Regions from separate parts of the Mus musculus genome. Here all the other regions are linked to region 4. Evidence: chromatin contacts called from public Hi-C and HiChIP or PLAC-seq data. All regions are on one chromosome and are shown on one strand. Each heading gives the region's core, a stretch centred on a gene start, on an enhancer-like site or on the middle of the called end of the contact. The rest is flanking DNA. Distances are from core to core; before and after follow the strand shown. Region 1 has its middle 56 kb from the start of Gm32531. Region 2 has its middle 37 kb from the start of Gm32531. Region 3 has its middle 8.0 kb from the start of Gm39234. Region 4 overlaps Gm32728 (a long non-coding RNA gene). Region 5 has its middle 11 kb from the start of Gm32531.

Region 1 (2,793 bases), core at 197-2,696, 810 kb after region 4:
TCTACTTGGGTCTAAGTGTCAGCTAGAAGAGCCCTGGAGCATCATGCCAGCCTGGGCTGGAGATGGTTTCTCTTAGTGGTCTAGTTATACTTCTGGGCAGTGGATAGCTTAAGTCAAACTAGCTCTCCTTGCTCTGTGCTGACCACTAAAGTCCGTGTTCACCCTGAGTCTTGGTCCTACTCTCAAAACTGTGAACAATAGATATAGACACCTCCCTCCACCTAAGGTAGCTCAACTAGACAGAAGACCTGAAAGCTCAGCTCTACATATTAGCCTGGCATTCTAGGGAACAGCCATAGGTCTAGAGATATTTACATTTTTCTTGCTGGGAAATTTGGGATTCTTTGGGGTTCTTTTCAGATTTGTCCCAAAGGATCAAAGCCTTCTGTGGAAGGTTCCTCTCCCTCTCCCTCTCCCTCTCCCTCTCCCTCTCCCTCTCCCTCTCCCTCTCCCTCTCCCTCTCCCTCTCCCTCTCCCTCTCCCTCTCCCCTCCCCTCCCCCTCCCCTTCTCCCTCCTTCTTCCCCTCTTCCCTTCTTCCCTTCTTCCCCTCTTCCCCTCTCTGTCCCTGGCTTTCTCTCCTCTCCTCCAATAGTATATTACCTACCCCACAGTTTAGACACCTAATGCTCTCTATTTAACCACTTAATGTGTCTACCACTTAGTTACATGTCCTTCAGTCCCAGCCACTTCTTCCTTGTTGTCTCCTCACCAGCTCCCTCAGGTCTCCCTCAGAGTATCTCTGAGTTCTTTTACCTGCAGGTTTAGTCCATCTGCTCAGTGTGTTTCCCATCTAGTCTCTCATTTCATCCCCCATGGCTCCCTTCTCTTTTATCTCTTACTATTTCCCAGAATCCTCTTTTTTCTTGCCAATGTCCCACCTTCTGTTTCCTGCCTCAGCTTATTGGGTATCTGCTTTTTTATTGACAGGTGACATTTATGAGAGATTCTCTTTACACTTCTCTCTCTCTCTCTCCCTCTCACTGTCTGTCTGTCTGTCTCTCTGTCTGTCTGTCTCTCTGTCTTTCTTCCTTTTTGTGATTAAAGTTTAGCAGTATAACTCAAGCCTGACATAGATACTCCTGTTTCAAGTCTCCTACACTCTGGGATGATAAGCACAAACCACCATGGCCTGCTTTGTTATTCCATTTCTTTACCTATAAAACAGGACTAATATTTTGGCTACTGGCATAAAAGGCTATTAGAAGAACAAATAACACTTCATTCAAAACACTCAAAACATTCAGGTAGGTGATGCCTGAATGTGTAATTTCCTTTGTATTCTTCAGTGTTTTGCTTGAATTTATAAAATGTGCAGATCTCTTTTGATTGTTCATTTGTCGCTCCTTCAGCAGCCATTGTCTTGTGTCCCCAGTATCCAAAGCCCCAAGCTGAGGAAAAGAGATGAAGCCAGCCTCCCTGACCCTGCACATGATTTCAGCCTTGGAATTGTGGTTATGAAGAAATGAGTCAGATGTCAGAGATCTCGTTTGCTCTTGTAGTTTTATGACTTTCAGACTGTTCCCTCAAAATTGCACTTAATTTTAACTTCATTAACTTCCTGTTCTGTCACAACAGTTGAACAAGGATTTCTCCATGAGCAGTATTCAAATCAGCATTTAATGAGCTATTTAATTAAAGGCTAATTGAGGTGAATTCATTAAAGATTGCTAAATTATGCTTATCAGGCTAGCTATGTTTTAAGATAAGTTTTAAATATTTGTTTTATATTGCATTGTTTGATCATAAAAGTATGTATAAAATTACTTTTAAAAATTGCTAATTAGAATGTGGGTGCATTTTTCCTCCCTTCACACTTAAGTGGGACACTTAACTAATCAATTTAATATATGTTCAGCGCTGGGATGAGATGAGAAAAGATTACTTATGACTGGTTGAGATTATTTATGACTAGATTTGGTCCATGAAACATTCCCAGGTCCCCTGCGAATGAGGCACCACTGGGCTGCTTTTGGTGTAATGGTCCAGCTGCTGTGCAGATTGGCACTGCTTAGAAACCGTTTTCACCAGGCTCTTGTGGATTCTGAATTTTCAGTTACCTTTGTGTGGAAAGGACTTGCATCGTTCCAATGAGCAATGTCACCCAGGAAATCACTATGTGAGATAGAATATGACAGATAGATAGATAGATAGATAGATAGATAGATAGATAGATAGATAGATAGATTAGACAGATAGACAGATAGATGGATAGATAGATATGCCAACATAGTCCTAATCTACAGGATCCTGTCGTTGGGAGGGATGAGAGAGTTACTCAACAAACATCCATTGGAATTTGCCAGCTTTCTAGGTGCCGGATACTGAGGATCCCATAGAGAACACTTATTGGTACAAGCTGCAGATGTCCTAAATCTACATAGTTTTATGATACTACAGAGGAAAATAGTGGAGAATCCCTTGGGATGATGCATCTGAGTATTACTGTACACTGGAAACACAGACATAGACACATGCACACACACATATGCATGTACATATATACACATAGACCCAGGCAGGCACACACACACATACACACACACACACACACACACACACACACACACACACAGAGAGAGAGAGAGAGAGAGAGAGAGAGAGAGAGAGAGAGAGAGAGAGAGAGAACCCTGAGAGCCCTTTATATACAGGATAAGTATATATATATATATGAAGCATTAAGTAAAAGTATAGACCTGGATCTTCAGGACACAGAGTAACTAAGGCCCATGATTTAATTGGTCATTACCTCATTACCTTGTAGCCTCTTACTGCAGTTTTCTTACATTAAGCAG
Region 2 (2,700 bases), core at 79-2,578, 790 kb after region 4:
TCTTTAAGGGAGTGTGGATGTCTTTCTACAGAGCAGGTCTTTGGCCTCTGGCTGGATATGAGCTCTGTCCAGGATTTGGGGCAAGAAAATAAAATGATTCCCAGCTGGAAAAACAGCCCTGCTGCCAAGCTATCCCAGAACTCGAAGAGGAGGCTCAAGTGTCAGAGTCTGATCTGCCTTTGCTTTCATTCCTGGTTTAACTCAAATTCCTTTTATTTCTGTAAAACACACACACACACACACACACACACACACACACACACACACACACCACAGGGAGAGAGGGGAGGAGAAAAAGAGACAGAGAGACAAAGACAGAGAGACAGAGAACATTCAAACAGTAAAGACAACTAGGAAATAAAGTAGACAATGTAAAATAAAACAGCAGATCATCTTTGTATGATTTTGGTTTTGTTCCAAATGACATTCTGTAAACTACTTGGCATATTCTACTCTGGAAGCCACATATGCATCCAAGTAAGGACTTGTACATTTACATACATGGCTAGACATTGATTTCCTTGTTTGGATTTTATATTTTACACACACACACACACACACACACACACACACACACACACATGTATTTATCAGTGTGGGAAACTATCAGAGCCCATACTTTATCAGAGGGTTCACATTTTGTTTCTTCAGTGGTGGGGAAAATGAAAGATTCTTTATTTGAATGTACACATGTAGCTCACTTTAGACAGTTACAGGGAACTTCATCCCGGGGAGGTATCGGAGGCTGTGCAACCCTCTCAGAAAGCTTTTGATGGTGTCAGTCCATATAAGGCTTAATCTTCTGATTCGTACCCAAAGATTCTCTCCTTTGAAATTTTTTTACATAGCAAACATAATTGGACTGCTATACATGTATGATATTATTTATAAACATGACAATCCATATGATATAGATTATTTCACAACACATATTCTATGTAATAATTTACATATATCATCGCGTACTTACTGTGTTTCCATGTGATATGTAATCCTTACTTTATTCACAAGTAACCAAATTCTTAGTGTTTGATTTGAATAAAAGAGAACAAAATCCATAGCTCTGAGAAGCCTTATTAGAAGTAAAGGACAGTCAGATCCATGTCCTTTACATGTAATATTGTGCCCAACTTCATTGCTTCATCTTTTTCTTGGACAATTAGGTACAGAAGTATACTCTTTTGTCTCTCCCCCTAGCATCTTCTCTGGCCATATTTTTCTTCTCCAAGTCCATCCTTAAGGACCACCAGGAATGTAAACATCCTATGGCTGAGTGAGTGCAGAGGGATGACGTGTCAAGCTTGGCTGGCTTCTCTGTAACTGTGACCCCCACACCCTTGGGGTCTGTGTGTGTCTGCAGCACTTCCTCTCCAGTCTTCTCCTCCCACCCTCACACTCAAAGGGAAAAGGAAAATAAACTTGGCCCAAATTTAGCCTGTGTTGACTCCTGGGTGGGCCTGATAGTTGTGCGGTTGAAACCAGTCCACTCCTGGCACCAGTTTACAATCTCCTCCTGCTCTTTAGAATGGGTGTTTGAGGGGAGCCACCCACAAGGTTCCCACTGTGACATAAAGGAGGATTTTGAAGCATTTTGAGAGCTGGGGTGGTATAAAACTCTGAGTCCTGTACTCTGGATGTCACCTTCTTGGTAACTTTGTAAAGCCTCTGGTCAATGTGAACCTCTGTGTCTTACTTGTCAACTGAGTGGCCAGTACCACAGGTGAGATTACCCTAGCTTTTTAAGCAGTTTTCTGAATATAGTTCATTTGGAAGCAGAAAATAAAGACTAGGGAAAGAAATTCTGTTTCCTATGGGACTTGCTTCAGTTTCCTTCTATATGGAGCATGCCTAAGTTTCTAAGTGTCCCTTAAAACCTGGAGCTCCCCTTTCTCCTAATCCAAAGGCACAAAAGAGACCTTCATGGATACTTGAGAACAACACAGGCTTGTTGTAGAACGGTTAAGAGAATGGATGTCAGAAATGGTTGGTGTGGTACCCACCTATAATCCTGGCACTAAAAAGTCAGAAGCACATGGAAGAGGAGCATGAGTTTGAGGCCAGCTCAGGCTACACAGGGAGAAACCATTTCGAATTTATATGGAGAACCTACATCAATGGCACTTATGCTGACCTGGAATTCTTCCATTCTGTATAAGATCTTTGCAAACAAAGGCCCAGGTTTACCTATCTATCTATCTATCTATCTATCTATCTATCTATCTATCTATCCATCTATCCATCTATTTTTGTCCCCGTGAATGTTCTTTCCCCAAAGAATAGATATTAGTATATTGTTTTGTTGTAGAGGGAATGCATTGTGAGTAAGAAGATTATGGTAATTATAAGGTACCATGTTTATCTTTGTGTATTATAACATATATTGGCCTTTCAAAGACACTGAGAAATTCTGCAATGGAAACTGGTTTATTTATCAGAGGACTTTCTGAAGTTATTTGACAGAGGAATTTTATCTTCTTTTTAGCAGCCTCCTTCCCCATTGTAAGTTATAAGGATTCCAAAGAAACCTGGAATAGAGAGTTCTTTGCTCAATCAGTGAATGAAATGTTGAGTTCACAGTAATGCCCTCTCCAAAACATAAGCATATCAGGCAGCTGCATAGACACGCCCACCCATGCATGCTTTTGTACTTTTGGAAACTTTAACCCCTTAGGTACCTAAGGTGAGCAGAAAGAAGGGCTT
Region 3 (2,700 bases), core at 157-2,656, 730 kb after region 4:
TTTCCTGTGCTCTGACTTTCCCATCAGCACCTGAACTGCTGGTTCTGTGGAGGAAGGGATTCTCTGTTTTCTTTACCCTTTCCAAATGTGTTGTTAATCAGACGTTTTTTGTCATGGTGATAAATGCCCATTTATCACACATGTGATAAATGTGAAGCAGTTTAAAGGAGGGAGTAGCTGCTTCGTCTTGCAGGTTCAAGGTTTGAGTTCAAGCTCTGCTAGATAGATTGCTCTGGCCCAGCGATGAGGCAGAGAGCATAGCAATGAGACCATAGCAATGAGACCATATGGTAGAGGAGGCTGCTTACCCAGTGACAGACAGCAAGGGGACAGCAGGAATGAACTAGGGACCAGATACAGCCCATAAAGACATGCCCCTGGGGAACTTACTGCCTCCAGCTAGACCTGACTTACTAAAGCTTCCAACGGTGCCCAAAATAACATCAGCAGCTGGGGAAGCAACTCTTCACCACACAACCCTAGGGGGACATTTCATATTAAACTCATAACAAAATAATTTACAGTGGTCCTGACTTTTCTTTATAAGAAAAATAAGATATGATGAAATAAATTGAATGAGGAATTTGGGCTACGTCATCTTTGAGGTCCATCCTTATGTTATCACTTTCTGTGATGTTTCATGAGTTTGGAAACTCCTAAACTCATATGCACAAGCATACACACACAACACACACACACACACACACACACACATACACATATGGACACATATACACATGCAAATACAGCATTGGGGTCAATTTAAGTTTCTATAATAAGGAAAGCTACACAGAAAAGCACTTCAGTTTTCTTTGATGCAAAAAGGAAGTAAGTAGGGCTTGTGATCAATACTTTAAAGAAGGGATAGCCAACCAGTGAATGATTGCCTCCTGGCCTTACAATCATCCAGTTACTCTCAGCTTCTCTCCAAGAAGCCCCAAAGCTGTTGTATCAGTGGTGTCACAGTATTTAAACACCTACCCATATCTGGAAAAATACCTGAAACCTGTAGGTGTTGCAGGCGACATCAAGAGTCCTGAAGCTGAAGATGTGCAGTATACAAGAAGACTTGCTTTGCTTTCTCAGTCATTTCAGAAGAGAAGGACAGTGCCTATAGTATTTGCGGACACTTTCTGTTGTGTTCCTCATAGCATCATCAAAACAAATGCCCAGCCTGAGTTCTCAGTGCACACCTTGGCTGTGCATTACGCTATCCCACAATTAGCGCAGTGATGGGTGATCTGGCAGCCTGAATGCAATTGCTGCGAGTGACCTATTATTACCGGCAGATTACATTTTACATGGAAATTAAATGAATTCTGTCAGAGCTCTTGGAGAGAAGAAAATGCTTCATTGTTCAGCGCTGGGAACTAGAGAGACTGCACGTGGCGATAAAAAGACCTGTGTTTGTGCAAACAAGGCGTGGGCTTCCCCTTCGAAAGATGCATTTGTTACACCAAAGCTTGAAATAGGAAATATGTGTGGGCAGAAACCACGGAGATGAAAGGGGAGAAAACTAATTATTACTACCAGCGCATTTGCGGATCAGGGTATTTATATAATGTGTTAAATTTCCTCTGTCGGGAAAATGTTTGTCATACCAGTGAGAATGGAACTCTGCCTTGTAGGGGATATTTTAAGGCTTCAACACTTTTAGTTCAGTTCAGTTTTCTTTCTTGAAATCATCTCTTCGAGTTTTCTTCAATGAGTGGTGCCTTTTAAGTATCGCCTCTCTTTTGCAGGTATAGTGTACCCCTTTTTCTCTGAGTGTGCTTTTTGGCTTGTCTTATTTTCCTCAGGTGTATTATAGATATCAGTATTAAATAAACCGTGAAGGGCAATGTAGCACTTCCATGTTTGGGGGGGTCCTCATTATTAAGAGTAGAGTGGCGAACCTCCGTCTAGTCTTGGTGGTCATGTGGTAATCTAGTCTGTGGTTAGAACGTCAAATTGGAGGCCTTAGTAGGATGACCTTTGACATTTGCAAACTCAAGTGATGACCCAGACACTCTGAGGTTACATGTCTGTGGGGTTTCTGGTTTGGGTTTTGGGTTTTCTCTTGGATTTTCTGGTGGGTTGTGTATCATAAGCAATATTAACAATTAGGGCTTGGAGGAAAAAAAACTATAAGAAAATATTTCTTCATCGGTCATGGAAATATTAACTGGGAATGTCACTAAAGTCATTGGGAGACTGGGCCCAAAAGGGGGAAAGTACTGACATTCTAGACTAATCCTCCAGAAAGGAAAGTACAAGAGCCTCAGACTTTCTATGGGCCATAATTGCTGGTGGAAATCAGGAAGTGCTAAGGTTCTGGGAAGTCCTGAAGGACTTGGTCTGAGACATCTGTGTACATAACAGAGAGATGGCATGGTGACCTGACAGTCATGCTGGCTGAGGAAAACCTTGGTCCAAAAGAGAAATGTTTGCCTCTGATTTGCTAATAGATTTTGAATAAGATTCTGAAACTGTAAGCCTAAAATTAAACCTATAAGAAGTACCAAATATATTCTCTGTGATAAGTGCAAGCCCTGTCACCTCTACTGCAATGAGAAAGCATCAAGTGGGTTAATTCAGATGGGACCCTGTAGTCTCAATCAGCAGCTCTGAGATACAGAGAAATGTATTGGATTGATTAGTTTTTAGAGGTATACTATAACTCTCACTGACAGTTCCTGGGCATAACACATAACTGCAGAA
Region 4 (2,879 bases), core at 200-2,699:
TAACAATGCACCTTCTTCATCTGCGTGTACTTTGCACACACACCCCTCTGTGAGCAAACCACGTAGCAGTCTGAGACCCCTACCTACACTGACTTCACGGATACTCCTCTCCAAACATTAAGTGTAAATTTCTCTGTGTCCGTAAGATAACCAGATTTTGGCAGTTTTTATTCAAATATATTGCCAACAAATCTGGGTCAGAAGAGCAGCAGGCTGATCAGGCCAGAACTAGATTTCAGTGCATGCGCATAAGGCAAACCGTGTTCTCAAAGCTAACCTTTATGGGGAGCTCCTAACTTACTGCCTAGCATCTATGCATACTTGGGCACACATGTGATTAAATGAGATGCATTCTGGGAAGGGACATGGGCAGTGGGATTATATGATCTAATTTCTCAATCAAAATGGAGACCCGCCCAAACCACACCCCATTGTAGCAATCTCTCTTTCCTTTACATCCCATAAAAAGATACCCTAGGCTGAAACCTGGGTCCCTTGAGTACCCTAAAGAAGTGGCCTAGTGTTCCCTCATCTTTTCTATTGGTTTGCCTGAAGTAAACTTTCCTTGATACTTTTGAAAATTTGTGGGGGCTTTTATTTCAAATCTTCGAATAAGAGTAGGTCAAGAACCTTCGAAACATTTGGGCCTGTCCCCAACCATGGATACTATTTAATAGTTCTTAGCTCTGCAGCCTGGGTAGAATTGGGCTGGTAACATCTATGGAATAAATCCTGTTGTGTCTGGGTATAGTTTTTACCCAGAGAGCTCATATCTTGGTGCTTGGGATGGTGATAAAAGGAGCAGTGGAACCTTTAAACTGTGGTCTCCATCCTATCCCATCCCGTTGCTATGGTGACACCATCTGCCAAGAGGTTCTTATCTGAGCTGAGCGATATCCTTGAACATCCAGAACTCTGAGCTCAATAGACCACCTTTCTCACTAAAAATAACTTGCCTAGGGGATTTTACTCATAGCAACAGAAACAGATTAATACAGTGGAGAAGAAGATATATAGGAATCTATGAGGCTAAAGTCTGGTCCTACGTAGAGAGAGCAGTTTGCAGGGAACAGATTGCCACAATGTGACCCAGCACATCTGACTGTTCAAACCCACAGTCCACTCCTAGAAGGCTATGGACATGTGTCCTTGCACTGTCCTACGATCCAGAGAAGCTGGGATCCTGAGCTGGGTGAAGTCTCCCACAGGGAACAATTCCAACCCATGTGACTATAGCAGCAGTGAGCTGGGTGAGAACACACAGCCTGAGCAGCTGGGCCTAGACCCAATATTGCAATCTGTCTGGGGCCTCAGATGATGAGGTTGTGAAGGAATGTCTGCGGAGGTAGGTGGGTGTGGCCTGGGAGCCTGGATGGCACCAGTTGCTAGGCTTTCTAGCCCTGGCTGCCAGCATCCTTCCTGGCCAGCTCAGTGCACACACATCTGGAGGCAATTGTCTGAAGCTGCTGGGGTGGGGCCCAGGCTGTGGCTGGAGCTTTGTGCTGTGCAGACCACACAGGGTCCTCACTTGCTCTGGTACTTACTCCACGTGGATCAGGAAGGCAGAGGAGAAAGAAAGAAAGAGAGGCATGTGGGTGGGAGGATGTGGGATGCACTCAGCACATCTCTTTCTTCGGAAGACTTTTTGGCTTTCCCCAGCGAATCAGAAAGTCCAAGGGAGGAAGCTGACTGCACTCTAGCCACACCATGTCTAAATCAAGCAGAACCACAGCACACATGTTTTTACTTTTAAACTCATCAAAGGAACTTCTGGCCTGTACAGAGTCCTAAAAATACACCCTGATCTCTCCTCATGCCCCACCCTCTCCTCTGATTTCTTTTTTCCCCCGCCGTCGTGACTTGAACACTGTTGGCAGTGTGCTCTCTTTCTCTCGTTTTAAGCAGCAGGGCCACATTCAAAAGTTCATACCAAATAAATCTACTGAGGGTCAGTAGGACAGACGTGGGGTTCTGCTGGGAGAAACAACTTGTTCTTTGGTACAGAGGGTGTTAGCACTAGAGAAAACCCAGCCTAGAGAGGAGCAGGGATTTATTTTCAACTCACAAAAGATGTCGGACTGCAAGCGCTACCCCATGAGTTGCTATCCCCTCTCTGGGATAACTGGGATTGTGTCTTATGTGGGATGAAACCTCATCAAGGCGAAGCAAGGAGGCTTTGTGGTGGGAGGCATCAGGCAGGGCTGGAAGAGAGAAATCCTGTCCTGGTTGCCTGGATTCAGTTTCCTAACTCGTTTATTTGGCCACAATGAACTCTCAGGTCCCCATTTGGAAACTGTAATGGAACAGGAGCACCACTGTCTTAGTCACGGTTTCTATTCCTCCACAAAACCTCATGACCAAGAAGCAAGCTGGGGAGGAAAGGGTTTATTCAGCTTACACTTCCGCATTGCTGTTCATCCCCAAAGGAAGTCGGGACAGGAGCTCACACTGGGCAGGAACTTGGAAGCAGGAGCTGATGCAGAGGCCATGGAGGGGTGCTGCTTACTGGCTTGCTTCCCCTGGCTTGCTCAGCCTGCTTTCTTATAGAACCCGGGACTACCAGCCAAGGGATGGGCCCAGCCAAGGGATGGCACCACCCATAATGGACTGAGCCCTACCCACTTGATCACTAATTGAAAAAAAATGCCTTACAGCTGTTTTTCATTTCCTCAAGGGAGGCTTCTTCTCTGTGATAACTCCAGCTTGTGTCAAGCTGACACACAAAGCTAGCTAATACAGTCACTAACATTTGTGACTTACTGAGCAATGAGTACGTAAACCCCCCCATATCTCATTTCATCTGATCTTCCAGTTTCAGGCAGGCACTGGGGATTCTAGGCTGAAGAAAAGGAAAGCCAGGCTCCGGCAGATGAATTGAC
Region 5 (2,700 bases), core at 114-2,613, 760 kb after region 4:
TGGCATCTTAGAAATAGAACACCACTGAAAGATGATTCAGTGCTTGGATATTTGGAGAATATCCTACAAGACAGCATATCTGCTGCCCAGGAATTGTTACCAGGGCAGAATCCCATGACCAAGCTTGAACCCAATCAGTCACAGCTCTCATTTTAACTAGATGCAGGTGATTCATTTGAGAATCACCAATCATGTCCAATGCTTGTAAACCTTAGCTGGAGACTGGGGTAATCTAAAGAACTTAAAAAAACATATCAATACCAGGATTCCATAGCTAGAGATTTAGATTTATTTGATCTGAACATGTTGTCTGAATATTGAGCATTTCCAAAACCTTCCCACATCAATCAAATAATAAGCCAAGGTAAGAGCCATTGATTCAGCCCAAGTTTCTCATATAAAAATAGTTAAGCCGTTTCTTTTCCAAAGTGAGAGACTCACCTCTGAGCTGCCAGCAGAGAATGGGAACCAAGCAATATTTACTTCACTACCTCAGAAATATCTTCTCTTTTCCCTTGTTCTACAGAGGATCAATTTGTCCTAATAACGCAAACTTCTCCTACCTTGCATTGATGATACACAAGAGCTTCTGAAGGCTATTTGATTCTCTGTTATTTCACTCACCAGCCAGAGCTGGCTAGAGCAGGCATAGACTCTAGCTGTGAGAATCAGATTTTATTCTCTAGGTATTGATGGTGAACCTTGAGGCTGGTTCACAAATGGGTACTGTGGGGCTGCATATTCCACCATGGGGATTAGGAACAGACAAAGGCTGCTAAAAGGCACAGATAAAACAATGAATCAAGTACAGAAAAGGGGAGAGGATGGAAAACAGAGACAGTCAATTATGAACCTTATTTATATCTTTAGCCCTGGTTCCCAGGACCAGGAAAGATGTTGTCATCTCATTAGAAGGCAACATCTCCATTCCTGACAGAACACCCGTATTCTTCCTTAAACCAGCTCAAATTAGGTGTAGCCTAAATCATTTTTAAAAGTCCTAACTAATTCACTCCCTTTATTTTTTTCTGCTCAACTCCCATTAGCACGTATGTCAGGTCATCAATGAAACTCATAGTTAAGTGATGAGATTCTAAATCATCCAAACTAAAGAGGGAATGAGGGATATCCACACATCAAGGTAGCTCTTTCTGCACCCCTCCTCCAACCCCTAGTGACACTGAAGATTTTGAAAGAGGGAATGAGGGATATCCACACATCAAGGTAGCTCTTTCTGCACACCTCCTCCAACCCCTAGTGACACTGAAGATTTTGAAAAACAAGTGCCCATGACTGAGGCTCTGAGCTCTACTTTTTCTGTAAATGCTTAAGTTAAATTTTTCCAACGTTCTCAAATGTTATGGAAACAGAAACTGTGACTCAGATTGAGTGACTGGATTCCCCTGGGAATGGCTACTCTGGGACTCAAGAAACACCTCCTTCCAAATATTTATTTTTATTGTAAGTGTATCAATGTTTTGCCATGCCTATAAATCTGTATCCTCTGTGAGTGCCTCATGCCTTCGAAGGTTATATATAATAGGGCATAGGATCCCATGGAACTAGGTGGTTCTGACACACCACATGGGTGCTGGGACTCAAACCTGGCACGTCCGGAAGAACGTCCAGTGCTTTTAACTCTTCAGCTCTCTCTGCAGTCCTACATAGATTTCGATTTAGTTACAGATGGAGGATGTAACAAGGTTAATGGGTAGGAGCTGTAGTAGGCAGGAAAGCTGAGGAGGTGAGCAAGGACCATGGATGGGAGATCTCGGCATCAATTAGAACCCTGATCATGGAACAGATTAACCAAAGCTTCTTAAAGATGCACTTGCCCAGATCTCTTTGGAGGACATGTCAACCAATACATTCATTCTGGGCAGTGGGCCAAGTTACCTTTCCAATTGTACTGAACTTTGTCTGAGGCCATTTGCAGAGTATAGGAGTGACAGAGTATAGCAGTGAGCCCTCACCTTTCTGATGTTTGCATTCCAAAGCATCCCTTTGGAATATTGATTTCTTTTTAAAATATTTAAATTTATATCTACCTTATAATATACTTTATCCCTTGAAATAGCCAGTGGCATACTTCTCCTAGTTGAGATTAATTTCCCATTATTTTTTACTATGTGAACAAAAAGCTTTCAAAATTCCAGCATTGTACCTAAATGGTCTTTCCATGTCGCCATTGTTTCAGTTCATGGGCCCCTGCCAACTTGCTGAGCAGGCAGATGTAGCTAAAGAAATGTTTACTAGCCATGCATCCAGGAACAGAATCTTTGTAGAATACATGGCCATGACACTTCTGCTTCCTTGGACCTGGAGTTTGAACATAGAATGCAGATTTTACAGGTAAAGCTAGGACCCATGAAAAGCTAGTTCAATATTTATATTCCAATTATAAAGAGGACAGGTCTTATATTGGTTGTGTCAATTTGGGTACTTGGTATTCATGAATCCAAACCTTTGCTTTCTCTGGAAGCATTTTTCTGAGGACTGACTCCCTGACTCCGACTTTGTTCAGGTTTTGATCTACATGTGTCACTGTACTGCTGAGCATATCAGGCTGTCCTGCCAGGCATCTGCTCTAGGGGGGTTCACCCTGCAGGACAAGGATCCTTGAGTAACAAACGCTGGCTTTGAACTTGATCCTCATCCTGTTATTTGGTGCTTTCAATAGACAGTTCATAGTCAATTGCA

Evidence for each region. Hi-C and Micro-C count contacts between places; a contact is called where the count stands out from the background. HiChIP or PLAC-seq counts read pairs in DNA pulled down with a chosen protein or histone mark.
Region 1: a Hi-C map of tail fibroblasts shows a contact between it and region 4, with 5 times the contacts expected there. The contact joins two enhancer-like sites. A contact is called at or near these places in 1 of 15 datasets of contacts at CTCF or cohesin (large pre-B cells), 6 of 484 Hi-C or Micro-C datasets (the C2C12 cell line, embryonic fibroblasts, nephron progenitors and 1 more) and 3 of 115 datasets of contacts at active chromatin or transcription factors (craniofacial prominence, embryonic fibroblasts and fibro-adipogenic progenitors).
Region 2: a contact with region 4 is called in a Hi-C map of uterus, with 13 times the contacts expected there. The contact joins two enhancer-like sites. A contact is called at or near these places in 1 of 15 datasets of contacts at CTCF or cohesin (the NIH/3T3 cell line), 13 of 484 Hi-C or Micro-C datasets (the C2C12 cell line, MC3T3-E1-derived osteoblasts, embryonic fibroblasts and 4 more) and 2 of 115 datasets of contacts at active chromatin or transcription factors (craniofacial prominence and fibro-adipogenic progenitors).
Region 3: a contact with region 4 is called in a Hi-C map of cortical neurons, with 2.1 times the contacts expected there. The contact joins two enhancer-like sites. A contact is called at or near these places in 1 of 15 datasets of contacts at CTCF or cohesin (the NIH/3T3 cell line), 5 of 484 Hi-C or Micro-C datasets (cortical neurons, myocytes, nephron progenitors and 1 more) and 3 of 115 datasets of contacts at active chromatin or transcription factors (the NIH/3T3 cell line, astrocytes and craniofacial prominence).
Region 5: an H3K27ac HiChIP or PLAC-seq map of embryonic fibroblasts shows a contact between it and region 4, with 11 times the contacts expected there. The contact joins two enhancer-like sites. A contact is called at or near these places in 1 of 15 datasets of contacts at CTCF or cohesin (the NIH/3T3 cell line), 2 of 484 Hi-C or Micro-C datasets (myocytes and palatal mesenchyme) and 5 of 115 datasets of contacts at active chromatin or transcription factors (the NIH/3T3 cell line, astrocytes, craniofacial prominence and 2 more).

What each region holds. Positions count from the first base shown.
Region 1 is chr8:103,213,429-103,216,221 of GRCm38.p6, reverse strand. No RefSeq gene overlaps it. Among named protein-coding and RNA genes, the nearest start is that of Gm32531, 56 kb to the left of the region's middle. Within about 2 kb of position 1,446, at least 3 of the 459 cell types and tissues checked have an H3K27ac peak or open chromatin away from gene starts, as enhancers often do. A contact at or near this core is called in tail fibroblasts, where this site is marked.
Region 2 is chr8:103,233,244-103,235,943 of GRCm38.p6, reverse strand. No RefSeq gene overlaps it. Among named protein-coding and RNA genes, the nearest start is that of Gm32531, 37 kb to the left of the region's middle. Within about 2 kb of position 1,328, at least 40 of the 459 cell types and tissues checked have an H3K27ac peak or open chromatin away from gene starts, as enhancers often do. A contact at or near this core is called in craniofacial prominence, embryonic fibroblasts, palatal mesenchyme and 1 more, where this site is marked.
Region 3 is chr8:103,287,432-103,290,131 of GRCm38.p6, reverse strand. No RefSeq gene overlaps it. Among named protein-coding and RNA genes, the nearest start is that of Gm39234, 8.0 kb to the left of the region's middle. Within about 2 kb of position 1,406, at least 9 of the 459 cell types and tissues checked have an H3K27ac peak or open chromatin away from gene starts, as enhancers often do. A contact at or near this core is called in cortical neurons, where this site is marked.
Region 4 is chr8:104,021,796-104,024,674 of GRCm38.p6, reverse strand. The region is part of intron 1 of Gm32728 (a long non-coding RNA gene); the gene reads left to right. Among named protein-coding and RNA genes, the nearest start is that of Gm32728, 14 kb to the left of the region's middle. Within about 2 kb of position 1,449, at least 93 of the 459 cell types and tissues checked have an H3K27ac peak or open chromatin away from gene starts, as enhancers often do. A contact at or near this core is called in cortical neurons, craniofacial prominence, embryonic fibroblasts and 3 more, where this site is marked.
Region 5 is chr8:103,258,779-103,261,478 of GRCm38.p6, reverse strand. No RefSeq gene overlaps it. Among named protein-coding and RNA genes, the nearest start is that of Gm32531, 11 kb to the left of the region's middle. Within about 2 kb of position 1,363, at least 7 of the 459 cell types and tissues checked have an H3K27ac peak or open chromatin away from gene starts, as enhancers often do. A contact at or near this core is called in embryonic fibroblasts, where this site is marked.